2 separate regions of the Pelodiscus sinensis genome follow, and region 2 is linked to region 1. A link is a contact called in public Hi-C data. All regions are on one chromosome and are shown on one strand. The core of a region is the stretch at or near the end of the contact, and the rest is flanking DNA. Distances in the headings are between cores, read along the strand shown. Region 1 holds the start of TSSC4 (tumor suppressing subtransferable candidate 4). Region 2 holds the start of LOC142829240.

Region 1 (5,261 bases), core at 2,037-4,536:
CTCTCTGCAACCATCTTGCTTGAAAGAGTGGGTGGAGGCAGAGGACGCTTAAACCTCCCATCAATAATGTTATCTTCACTCATTGAGGGCACTGCTAATTTGGCTGCCCCTTCCAGGCCATCAAATATGCTCTGGCTTCGCCGCGAGAACGTAGAGCTCATGCCTTTCAGATGGAATGGCTGGACAGGAGACTTAAGATTGTTTGAAGACTCAAGGATCTCATCTGAGCCATAACCTACATCATCCAAGGATGGTGGTTTTTCTGGAGAAACTGTATCGACTTCCGCTTCATCTGCTAAGCCAAAGTCTTCAGAGTCTGAATCACTGAGTGAAACTGTGTCAGAAGGTAGAGTGCCCTCATAATCTTTGTCCCCACCAGTCACTATACCCATAAAGGGCTCACCAGCACCTTCATCTCCCATCTTTGGGCTATTACTCAGCTGTGCTCTCTTCCTTGGGCTCAGCTGCAGCAAATAAGGTCTTCCAAATATCCAGTGATTTTAAGGCCTGGAATGAGAAGGAACAAGTATAAATTCATCTGGGAAACAAGGACCACATTAGAAGAGGATGTTCTGTTCACATTACAGCAATTCACAGCCATGGAATATTGTGTGACTTAAGAAATGCTGCAAATGAAACAGGGAAGAACTAGTGTGAAGATACTGTTTCCTGCTCCATTCTGAGCTGAATATTCTCAGGACTCATTGAGGAAAGGGATTGCTGCAGCCACTGTGGTATTTTAAAAATACTGTGATTATTATTTCAACAAATATTGAACATAATTGACATTTTGTATAGTATGAAGTCATATTACTAGAAGTCTCAGGTAGATGTACCTCATTCTGTGACTTGATAAATTTTTGTTGGAAATAAAACCATGCTTTTGTGCACAAATGTGAACAATTAATACACATATGCAGGCTTATTTCAGAATACAGGACTAATTAAAAATAGGCTTTTGTTATTACCAGTACGCTACTTTTAATTAACAATTCAGGGTTTTTCCCCCTCCCTTTTTATTTAGATATCTTTATTGAGAGAGACATGGGAAAAAAGATTACCCTAAACTATATAAATACAGGTTCTCAATGAAGACTGAAAACAGGCATGGAAAGTGTGCTAGTCACTCACTGTCTCTTGAGACTGAAACAGTTTCCCTTCCTCTGGGTCAGTTAAAGCCACCAAAGATCTCAGGTCCTGCACCCTAGAAAACAAATATCTACGTCACAAGGTGGGAAATTTCTTATTTTAAAAGGTACAGTAAGCACATTTGTGAATCATCTTCCAATTGAGGCACTGATTCCTATTTTTGACATGAACCTACGCAGAGAAAAACCTTCAGACATTTCTGGGATTTAGGTTGGAAAAAGAACAATGCTCTTTCTGCTGAGATAGACATCAACAAAGAAACTCAGGTCATAATGTCAAAATCATGGTCCTAGCCTATGAGTTCAATGGGAAAGGGGGAAAAAAACAGTTTTTTTTTTTCTTTTTAGTTTTCTGTGGCTACAAAATAACCCATCAAAAATTGGATTTGTTAAATGAAAAGAGAATTTTAGCAGAGGCAGAGATCAAAATCAACGTGATCGGTATGAGTAACAAATTAGTAACCATTAGTAGCACTGCACACTACACCCATGGTGGTAAAATTTGCAGGGCATAGTGGAGAATACTATGGACCAGATTTCAAAAGAGCTAAGCACTCATAACTGGGAACAGATTTTGAAAACCTGTAACCAGTTAGGTACCAAAATAAAAGACACATTGGGTCCTGCACTCCTTTGAAAAACTGGTCACGTGTCACAACAGACACACTTGAAAATACAGCCTTTACTTGAAGTGGAAAATGAACACTAGAAAAATCTGGCCCTGTGACACTTTACAGTCATAGTAGTTAGTGCAATAGCATTTGCAGAAACAACTGCAATCCTCTAAATGAGTGGTTCTCAAACTTTTTGGGCTCCGGAGCCTTTTACATGCATAAAAATTTATGTGTAGCCTCAGCGGTCCACTGATTGTATGTTGCGGAGCCCCAGCGGTCCACTGATTGTATGTGTTGTACCTATCGATGTTTCCAGTTTGTCAACTTCGCGGAGCCCCTGGAGATGTCTTGCGGAGCCCTGGGGCTCTGCAGAGCACAGTTTGAGAAACACTGCTCTAAACTATATGAAGAAGAAAAGAGCAAACCCAGCTACATAAGGGTTTCTTTCAAAACTGGTAGTTCACCACAGCTGGTGAGTTAAATTGCCTCACCAAGAGTCTCACCAAAAAGGAAAAGTTCCCAAGCTCTAAAAGCTGCTTGCTCCTTGACAACTCTATGGCTGAGTACTGACCCCTTCAACCCAGGGAGACTCACAGTTTCTTGGTGGTGAGCTGAATATGATATAACTCAGACAAGATAGCATCTCTCTGAATGGACAGGTCCCCATCAGAATCTTCCATGCTGGTCTCAGTCAATCAGGCCCCCCTCCTTCCGCCTCCTGCTGCCTGTGAGGGAGCCAGAGAGCACAGTCACTCAGACTGCTGCAGTGGGTCAGCTGTTACCACACTCGCAACTCCAGGGCAAGACCTTAGGGGGGACAGCGGTGAGTGATTGACCTCAGAGACCCTAAGCTTAGGTGGGCGAAGTCGAACCAGTTCTGCAGTTATTGCGAGCTAGCCACACCCCACCAGACACCACGAGCCTCGCTGACAGGGAGCACATCGCTATCTCACAGGCAACAACAAGTCAGCCGCATAGCACGTCACAGGCTGAGCTCCCAGGGGGCAGGAATCAGGAACCTATGACCCAGCCAGGGGGCGGGGTTTGGTCAGGGGGCGGGGCCTGGCTCAGAGGAACGGGACGCCTGGGGGGGGGGGATGACTGATGGGAGGGGGAAGGGGCGGGGCTCACCTCAAGGGATCGTTGACGCTGGGGAGAGGGCGGGGCTCGGTTCGGGGAGACGCAGGGGAGGGGTCGGAGCGGGGCTCGGAGGGGAAGGGGCGGGGCTCGGTTGGGGGAGGGGGCTCGGTTGGGGGGACGCCGGGGAGGGGTCTGTGACCACAGGTCAGGGAGTGAGGGGGTTGTACCCCGGTCAGACAGGCAAGGAACCGGCCCGCGGTGGCCGCACGGAGACTCGCCCGGGCCGTACCTCGCGGAGCGCGGTCCAACCGCCCTTCCTCGCAGCAGCTCTGCCAGCCGAGTAACATCCGGCGCGCTCCCCGGAAGGGAGCCCTGGCGGTCCGCGCGAAGCACGCTGGGAGACCGAGTTCCCGCCGCCCGCTGAGGCGCTCAGGCCCCTCCCCCCCCACAGCCCCGCCCGCTGCTATGCCCATGAGGCCACGCGGCGGGAGAACCAGCCGCCCGCTTGGCCTCCTGGGAGTTGTAGTCCCCAGCGCGCCGCGCAAAGAACGTAGGCCCACAGCGGCGCTGATCAGGGCCCAGGGCAAGGCCCCGGCCTGGCGAGGCGCCAGTTCAAACGCCGCCCTGTTCCGGCTGCAGCCTGCCGCTCGGTTACCGCAGCGGCCCGCATGGGGCACCTCCTCCGCCGCCCGCTCCAAGCCCGCCCCGGCCTGTGTGGGGGTAGGGCGCTTGTTGTCCCTCGAGCGCCCCCTGGCGGAGCTAGTGCTAATTCTCCCCAGCTTGCAGATGAGAACACTGAGGCCCGGCACAGATGGCTGCAGTAGTATTGGCAGCAGAGCGTAGGGAGCCCAGCAGCCAGTGCCCAGCTCCGTTGCTGAAATGAACATTCATTTCTAGTGCTGCTTTCATCCAAAGAACAGTACATAGGTTAGACCTCCCTGCTCCTGACCAGTCCTGAACGAAGGGCTTTTCTGGACCGGAGAGGTCCCTCCCTTCACAGCCCATGCCGAACCACTACCACCATCCCTTCCCCCAACTAGGGCTCCAGCCTGGGCCCCTGGAGCTCTCTAGCTGCTGCTGGCACCACTGCTGCTGGGGCCAGAGCTCCCTGACTGCAGCCCCAACATTGCAGTTAGGGCTAGAGCACTCAGGCTGCAGCCAGGGCCGGAGCTCTGCAGCCAGGGCCAACCCCCTGCTACTGCCCAGCTGCTGCAACCACAACTCCCTGCTGCACCTCCCATCTTTTCTTCCCACATGGGGCCAACCTTCCCACTATGCTTCTTCCCCTGGCAAGACCTCCTTGTACTTGGACTGGGTGGTCCAGGAACATCCATGGTCCTGCCAGACCTCATCTGTTGCTGGACCAGAGAGTCCCAGTTAAGGATAGGGGTGCCAGGTTTCCATTATTGACCCAGACAGTCTGGTATTTTCTCCTCCTGTCCAGTAAAAAAAATTCAGAAAATACCGGATACCTAAAACATCCAGTATTTTCTAATTTTTTCCCTTGCCAGGAGGCAACCCTACAACACACTCAGCAACTGGGCCCAGCCCCCGCCACCGGAACTCCTGCTTACCTGGTTCCACAGGGAAGCTATGTTCTGGCTTGATCGGGAAAACAAAATGGCCACTGGCAAAAAGCCTAAGGACCAAGAGGAAGAAATGCCTCCCCTGGGTCTTAGTGCTAAACCACTCCCCTGTTCCTATCCCTATTCTGACTGCACACCATACTGTTTTAATGCTGTTTTTTTATTGCTTAATAACTCTGTGGGTGTGTCTACACTGGGCCACTTATTCCGGAGAATCAGCCGCTTTTCCGGAATAAGCCGCGAGCTGTCTACACTGGCCCTTGAATTTCCGGAAAAGCAACGATGCTGTACTGTACAAAATCAGCCGCTATTCCGGAAACCGTACGATGCTCCCGCTCGGGCATAAGTCCTTTTTCCGGAAAAGCTTTTCCGGAAAAGGGCCAGTGTAGACAGCTTTTCCGGAAAAGCAGAAGAAACGTAAAAAAGCGGTTTGGACGGCGGGAGACCCCGTAGAAGCCACGGACTTCCGCATTACCCGAGGGCTTAAAGAGCCCGCACGCTACTGGCCGCACGTGGCAGGAGGCCCTCAGAGACCTCCCTTCCCAGCTCTGCGACGTGGCAAGTGTGCTGCCCAGCCACCTCAGCGGAGGCATGGCAGCTCGAGGTGGTCAGCCACCGTCACCCGGGGCAGAGGAGGAAGCCCCCAGGGGCCGGAAGCGCAGGGCCCCATCCTGGACCCCCAGGGAGCTGGAGGCCCTCCTGGACCTGTGGGAGGAGGAGGAGGGTCTCCATGACCTCCAGTCCCGCCGCCGGAATGCTGAGCTGTACACCCGGATGGCCCGGAACCTCGCCCAGCAAGGGCACCCCAGCCGCAACTGCGAGCAGGTCCGCTC
Region 2 (5,261 bases), core at 1,406-3,905, 190 kb after region 1:
AATTAACATGCCCCTTCCGGAAAAGGGGCCAGTGTAGACGTAGCCCCTTAGTGCACAGCAGACTAGTATGGGGCAGATATATACCCTGTTTGCCATGAGCACAAGTGTACGTATAGCTAAGTCCTGTGTGTGCACTGAAGAAAAATCAGTTACAATACTGCAATATGAAGAGTGCTCATATTGGATGTTACTGTAATATAGATAATGGCAGACGCTTGCTCTTCAGGGTACAGTACAGATGCAAAATAAGGGGCAGTCTCTGCCCCAAAGACCTTACAATCTAAGGTCCTGGCCCCACAAATACTTGCCTATATGCTTAATTTTTGGCACATGAGTAGTTCCAATGACTTCAGTGTGACTATTTTTGTGTGCGAAGCTAAGCACATGCACAAGCTTAGCTCAGAGGCTAAAAAGATACAAAGGGATTGGATTGCAGGAAAATGCAAGAGCCTTTCAACTCATCCAGTGATCATCTGTATATGGCTTCCTTGTCCCATGACACTACGTTTATCAACTTTTGTGATGTCCCCACGCCTCATCCTCTTTGCTCCCACAGTTCCAGCAGATTCACGTACCTGTTATTTTTGCCAGAAGATCACAAGTTCTCTTTACAATTATCTCTGTGGTCAGATAAAGATCCTACTGAATCACGGTATGTTCAAGGGGAGTTTGTGTTCCAGTACCCACTATCAGGATCTTATGCATGGCTGGTCTCCTGCAACAGTTGTCTCCTACTTCCGGGCCAGAGCAGAGTTCTGATATCCCCTGGGAGGGTTCAGGGAATGCCCGGATGCTCAAAGTTCCTCAACCTAGTACTCATGGCTAATAATGTACTGCACTAGTACTCCTGGCCAGCAGGTGACCCCCATGGCTTAGGGAAGCAAGACCCCAAAGCCCTGCCCCTTCCTCACCCACCAGAGTCCAGCTCCCACACTGTGGCATCTGCTGGCCCGTGCCCTGCCCCTGTAGTGTGGCCACTGGCCTTTGTCCCCTCCCTGCCCTAGGGTAACACACCCTGCTTTCCTGGCCCCAGAGATCTGGAGAGCCGGCGTGTGACACGGCTGCAGCCTGCTTTGGAGAGCCGGAGGGTGGCACGGCTGCAGTCTGCTCTGGAAAGCCGGTGTGTGACACGGCTGCAGCCTGCTCTGCAGAGCTGGCGTGTGACACGGCTGCAGCCTGCTCTGGAGAGCTGGCGGGTAACATGGCTGCAGTCTGCTCTGGAGAGCTGGCGGGTAACATGGCTGCAGTCTGCTCTGGAGAGCCGGTGGATGGCATGGCTGCAATCTGCTCTGGAGAGCCGGCGTGTGACACGGCTGCAGTCTGCTCTGGAGAGCTGGCGGGTGGCACGGCTGCAGTCTGCTCTGGAGAGCTGGCGTGTGACACGGCTGCAGTCTGCTCTGGAGAGCTGGCGGGTGACACGGCTGCAGTCTGCTCTGGAGAGCTGGCGGGTGGCACGGCTGCAGTCTGCTCTGGAGAGCTGGCGGGTGACATGGCTGCAGTCTGCTCTGGAGAGCCGGTGTGTGACACGGCTGCAGTCTGCTCTGGAGAGCCGGCGGGTGACACGGCTGCAGTCTGCTCTGGAGAGCCGGCGTGTGACACGGCTGCAGCCTGCTCTGGAGAGCCAGAGGGTGGCACGGCTGCAGTCAGCTCTGGAGAGCCGGCGGGTGACACGGCTGCAGTCTGCTCTGGAGAGCCGGAGGGTGGCACGGCTGCAGTCTGCTCTGGAGAGCCGGCGTGTGACACGGCTGCAGCCTGCTCTGGAGAGCCGGAGGGTGGCACGGCTGCAGCCTGCTCTGGAGAGCTGGAGGGTGGCACGGCTGCAGTCAGCTCTGGAGAGCCGGAGGGTGACACGGCTGCAGCCTGCTCTGGAGAGCTGGCGGGTGGCACGGCTGCAGTCTGCTCTGGAGAGCCGGCGGGTGGCACGGCTGCAGTCTGCTCTGGATAGCCGGCGGGTGACATGGCTGCAGTCTGCTCTGGAGAGCCGGCGGGTGGCACAGCTGCAGTCTGCTCTGGAGAGCCGGCGGGTGGCACGGCTGCAGTCTGCTCTGGAGAGCTGGCGGGTGGCACGGCTGCAGTCTGCTCTGGAGAGCTGGCGGGTGACATGGCTGCAGTCTGCTCTGGAGAGCTGGCGGGTGGCACGGCTGCAGTCTGCTCTGGAGAGCCGGCGGGTGGCACGGCTGTAGCCTGCACCCTCAGGAGCTGAGACACCAGCCCCAATGCTGGATGGCCAGAGTGGCACCAGCACTGGAAGAACCGGTGGCACGACACAGCCCCCACCCTGCCTGCCCTTGCCTCTCACATGACAACAGCAGGCTGAGACAGGAGGTCTGGGGGACTCCGGTGGAGCATGGGCGGGGTCACATGAGGCAGTTTGGGAAGGCAGTGCCTTCCCATGCCTATGATACTCGCTGACCCTGCTGGTACTCTAGGTCTGGTCTGCAGTAGCTGAAGCCTGGGGAACATTAGTAGACTCATTCCTCCATTATTCCTCATATGAAGCCAAGCATGTGTCTCATACAGAAAAGAGGAACCATACGTCTATAGTGACTGCACTTCATGTGGAGTCTTCAAATTTCCTTTCACTACACCCTAATTTTATGCAACTCCAAAAAAGTTGGCCCTCCCAGGAAATCTCTGCTGGACAACAAAGGTCTGTCACTTACCTACACTGTGGAAGATTCTATAGGGGTTTGCTTCAGAGGAGACACCACTGATTACGCTGAAGTGAGCCCCATAGCGGGTGATAATGGTCAGTACGGTGACTGACAGCCCCAGCAGCTGAAAAACAGAGATTTTACTGAGAAAGGAAAGTAGTAAATGAAGGATTCACAGAAAAACTACCGTAGAGCTTATCAAGCGCACACAGATATTTTAAGCCATGCCAAATGAGAAACAACCTGTTCCCAGAGAGAATTAGTTTACAGTATATGCCTGAAAGTCACATGTGATGGGAACCTCTGGGCACTTTAATAGATTAAACTCTTATCAGATCTGTATAATTACTGCATCTGAAACCACGCACTCTAGCATTTCTTCTGCTCCAGAATCCTAGGGACAGTTACTGGGAAAAAACAGAGGAATCAGGGTTTCACAGACATATCTTTCAATGTATTTACATGGCACCAATTCCTGTAGCATTTAGGTTCTGTCTAGGCTGCAGGTTTCTTTTGGAAGAAGCTTTTCTGGAAGAATCTTCTGAAAAAACTTCTTCCAAAAGAGCGCATCTGAAAACCTGAGATAAGCTACTTTGACTTCAGGTACACAATCAGGCTACATCTACACTGCAGGCTTTTTGTGCAAGAACAACTGTTCTTGCTCAAAAACTTGCAGAGAGTGTACACTGCATGCGTGTTCTTGTGCAAGTAAATTTACAGTAAAGCATCAGAAAAGAGGGCTTTTTGTGCAAGAGTTATTCCTCTCCCCACAAGGAATAAGCCCTCTTGCACAAGATCTCCTGCGCAAGGAGACAGTGTGGGCGGGGAACAAGGGTTTCTTGCGCAAGAAATCCCTATGGTTACAATGGCCATCAGAGCTTTCTTGTGCAAGAGAGCATCACACTGCCATGGACGCTCTCGTGGAAAAGCACATGGCAGCGTGGACATGCTCTTGTGCAAGACCTTTTGCGCAAGAACTCTTGTGCAAAACAGTGCTTGCGCAAGAAACCTGCAGTGTAGACGTAGCCTCAACATAGCTTAAGTTGAATTGCTTAATTTAGCTTTAGCCCACAGTGTAGACATACCCTTTGCTAGCCATGAAGACTAAGCATTGTAAGCCAACACAATGGAAGCCCCATTTATATATGAACTGAACAAGGGCATGGGAAGTTAGCAAGGCAAGGCACTGGAGATTAAATTGAACCATCAGATGTTACCCTGACTCAGGGGATGAAACTGTGGATTTGGGGGGAATGTAAGGAGAAGGCAAAAGGCAGTTTCACTTTGCATTCATGAAAGCAAGATCCCAGCCATGTTGCTGGGAGATTGCTTTAAGTGAGAAACTAATTTAGACAAGGGTTTAATCTGTTTAGACTCTAAGAAGTGTGTTATATTTTTTATGTTATATGTAACCGTTTCTGTTTCCATTATTAACCTTATCGTGTAAATCTGAATCTTTGATAATAAACTCATGACTGTTTTCACTATCTCAGTGCTGCGATGTTATGTAAGAGTTGATCCTCAGCTGACTCAAACAAGCTAGTGTGTACACTGTCCCCTTGAGCTAATAGACCTGGTATATCTGTGAGCGTTCAGGACTGGACACTGCAGGAATACTCCAAGGACTCCAGGGCTGGAGCGTACTTATTACGAACCTGCACAGAGACAGTAAGGCTTGCTATGGCCAGGAAGGCAGTGTTTGGGTTGATAGAAGCTGGTGATTTCCAGGAACTAAGCTACAACAGGCACAGACGGACTTCATCACACTATGGGCAGGTGGCAGTGAGGTGTCTCACAACTGTTGGTGCCATTCTGGAGTGCAACATATACTGTAACAATTACCCCCAATTTCAGTACAATAGAACTTAAAAACAATTATGAATTTTTAGGTTATTTGCAACTGAGAATCTGTTATTCATACACAGTATCAGGTCCATATACAGAGGGGGTGCGAAGGGTAGGAAAGCTCCCCCTTGAGGTCTCCCAAGTAAGCATGCTCTGGCCTGCCAGAAGAAGGCAGGAGCAGCACACTGCCCCAAGCCTCCCTCCCCCATGCTCTGAGCAGCCAGGGGCAGGCTGGGGCTGATTTCCCTGCTTACTTGGGGGACCGTGGTGAGGGTGCATTCATACCCTTGCAGTCCACATTTACAAAAAAAGCACCCCCCCACCCCCCCACACACATCTCCTGCGCACGGGCCTGAATGTAGTGCTGTGTCTAGCTTGAATCAGCTCAGATTTTCTGCAGAAATACCAATCTAAACAAATCCTCATAACTTCACAATTGCATGTTATTGTTTGTATCCATATGCATAGAATACAAAATAAGCTAAACTTGAGCTAAGCAACTCCCCCTGCAGCTGGTTTGAGTGCAATTCTACCTTGCGTATTCTCAGAGTCACAGACTTCGTAAGCACAAGGAGAATCCCTCTCTGAGGGTACGTCTAGACTACATGGTTCCGTCGACGGAGCCATGTAGATTTGTTGTTTTGGCAAAGGCAAATGAAGCCGCGATTTAAATGATCGCGGCTTCATTTACATTTACATGGCTGCCGCGCTGAGCCGACAAACAGCTGATCAGCTGTTTGTCGGCTCGCGTGCTAGTCTGGA

What was found. Hi-C and Micro-C count contacts between places; a contact is called where the count stands out from the background.
Region 2: a contact with region 1 is called in a Hi-C map of blood, with 2.4 times the contacts expected there. The contact joins the promoter of LOC142829240 here to the promoter of TSSC4 in region 1. A contact is called at or near these places in 2 of 5 Hi-C or Micro-C datasets (blood and an unstated tissue).

Annotation. Positions count from the first base shown.
Region 1 is chr4:115,591,225-115,596,485 of ASM4963464v1, forward strand. It overlaps TSSC4 (tumor suppressing subtransferable candidate 4), which reads right to left and starts at 3,287. Exons shown (of 3, transcript XM_075928142.1): 1 at 3,132-3,287; 2 at 2,357-2,487; 3 at 1-507. The coding sequence starts at 422. It overlaps LOC142829239, which reads left to right and starts at 4,933. Exons shown (of 2, transcript XM_075928145.1): 1 at 4,933-5,261. The coding sequence starts at 5,020.
Region 2 is chr4:115,783,356-115,788,616 of ASM4963464v1, forward strand. LOC142829240 reads right to left here and starts at 2,656. Exons shown (of 1, transcript XM_075928147.1): 1 at 16-2,656. The coding sequence starts at 2,103. The coding sequence ends at 823. TSPAN32 (tetraspanin 32) reads right to left here. Exons shown (of 8, transcript XM_006134912.4): 2 at 2,664-2,778. All of the region lies in intron 1 of LOC142829242 (a long non-coding RNA gene), which reads left to right.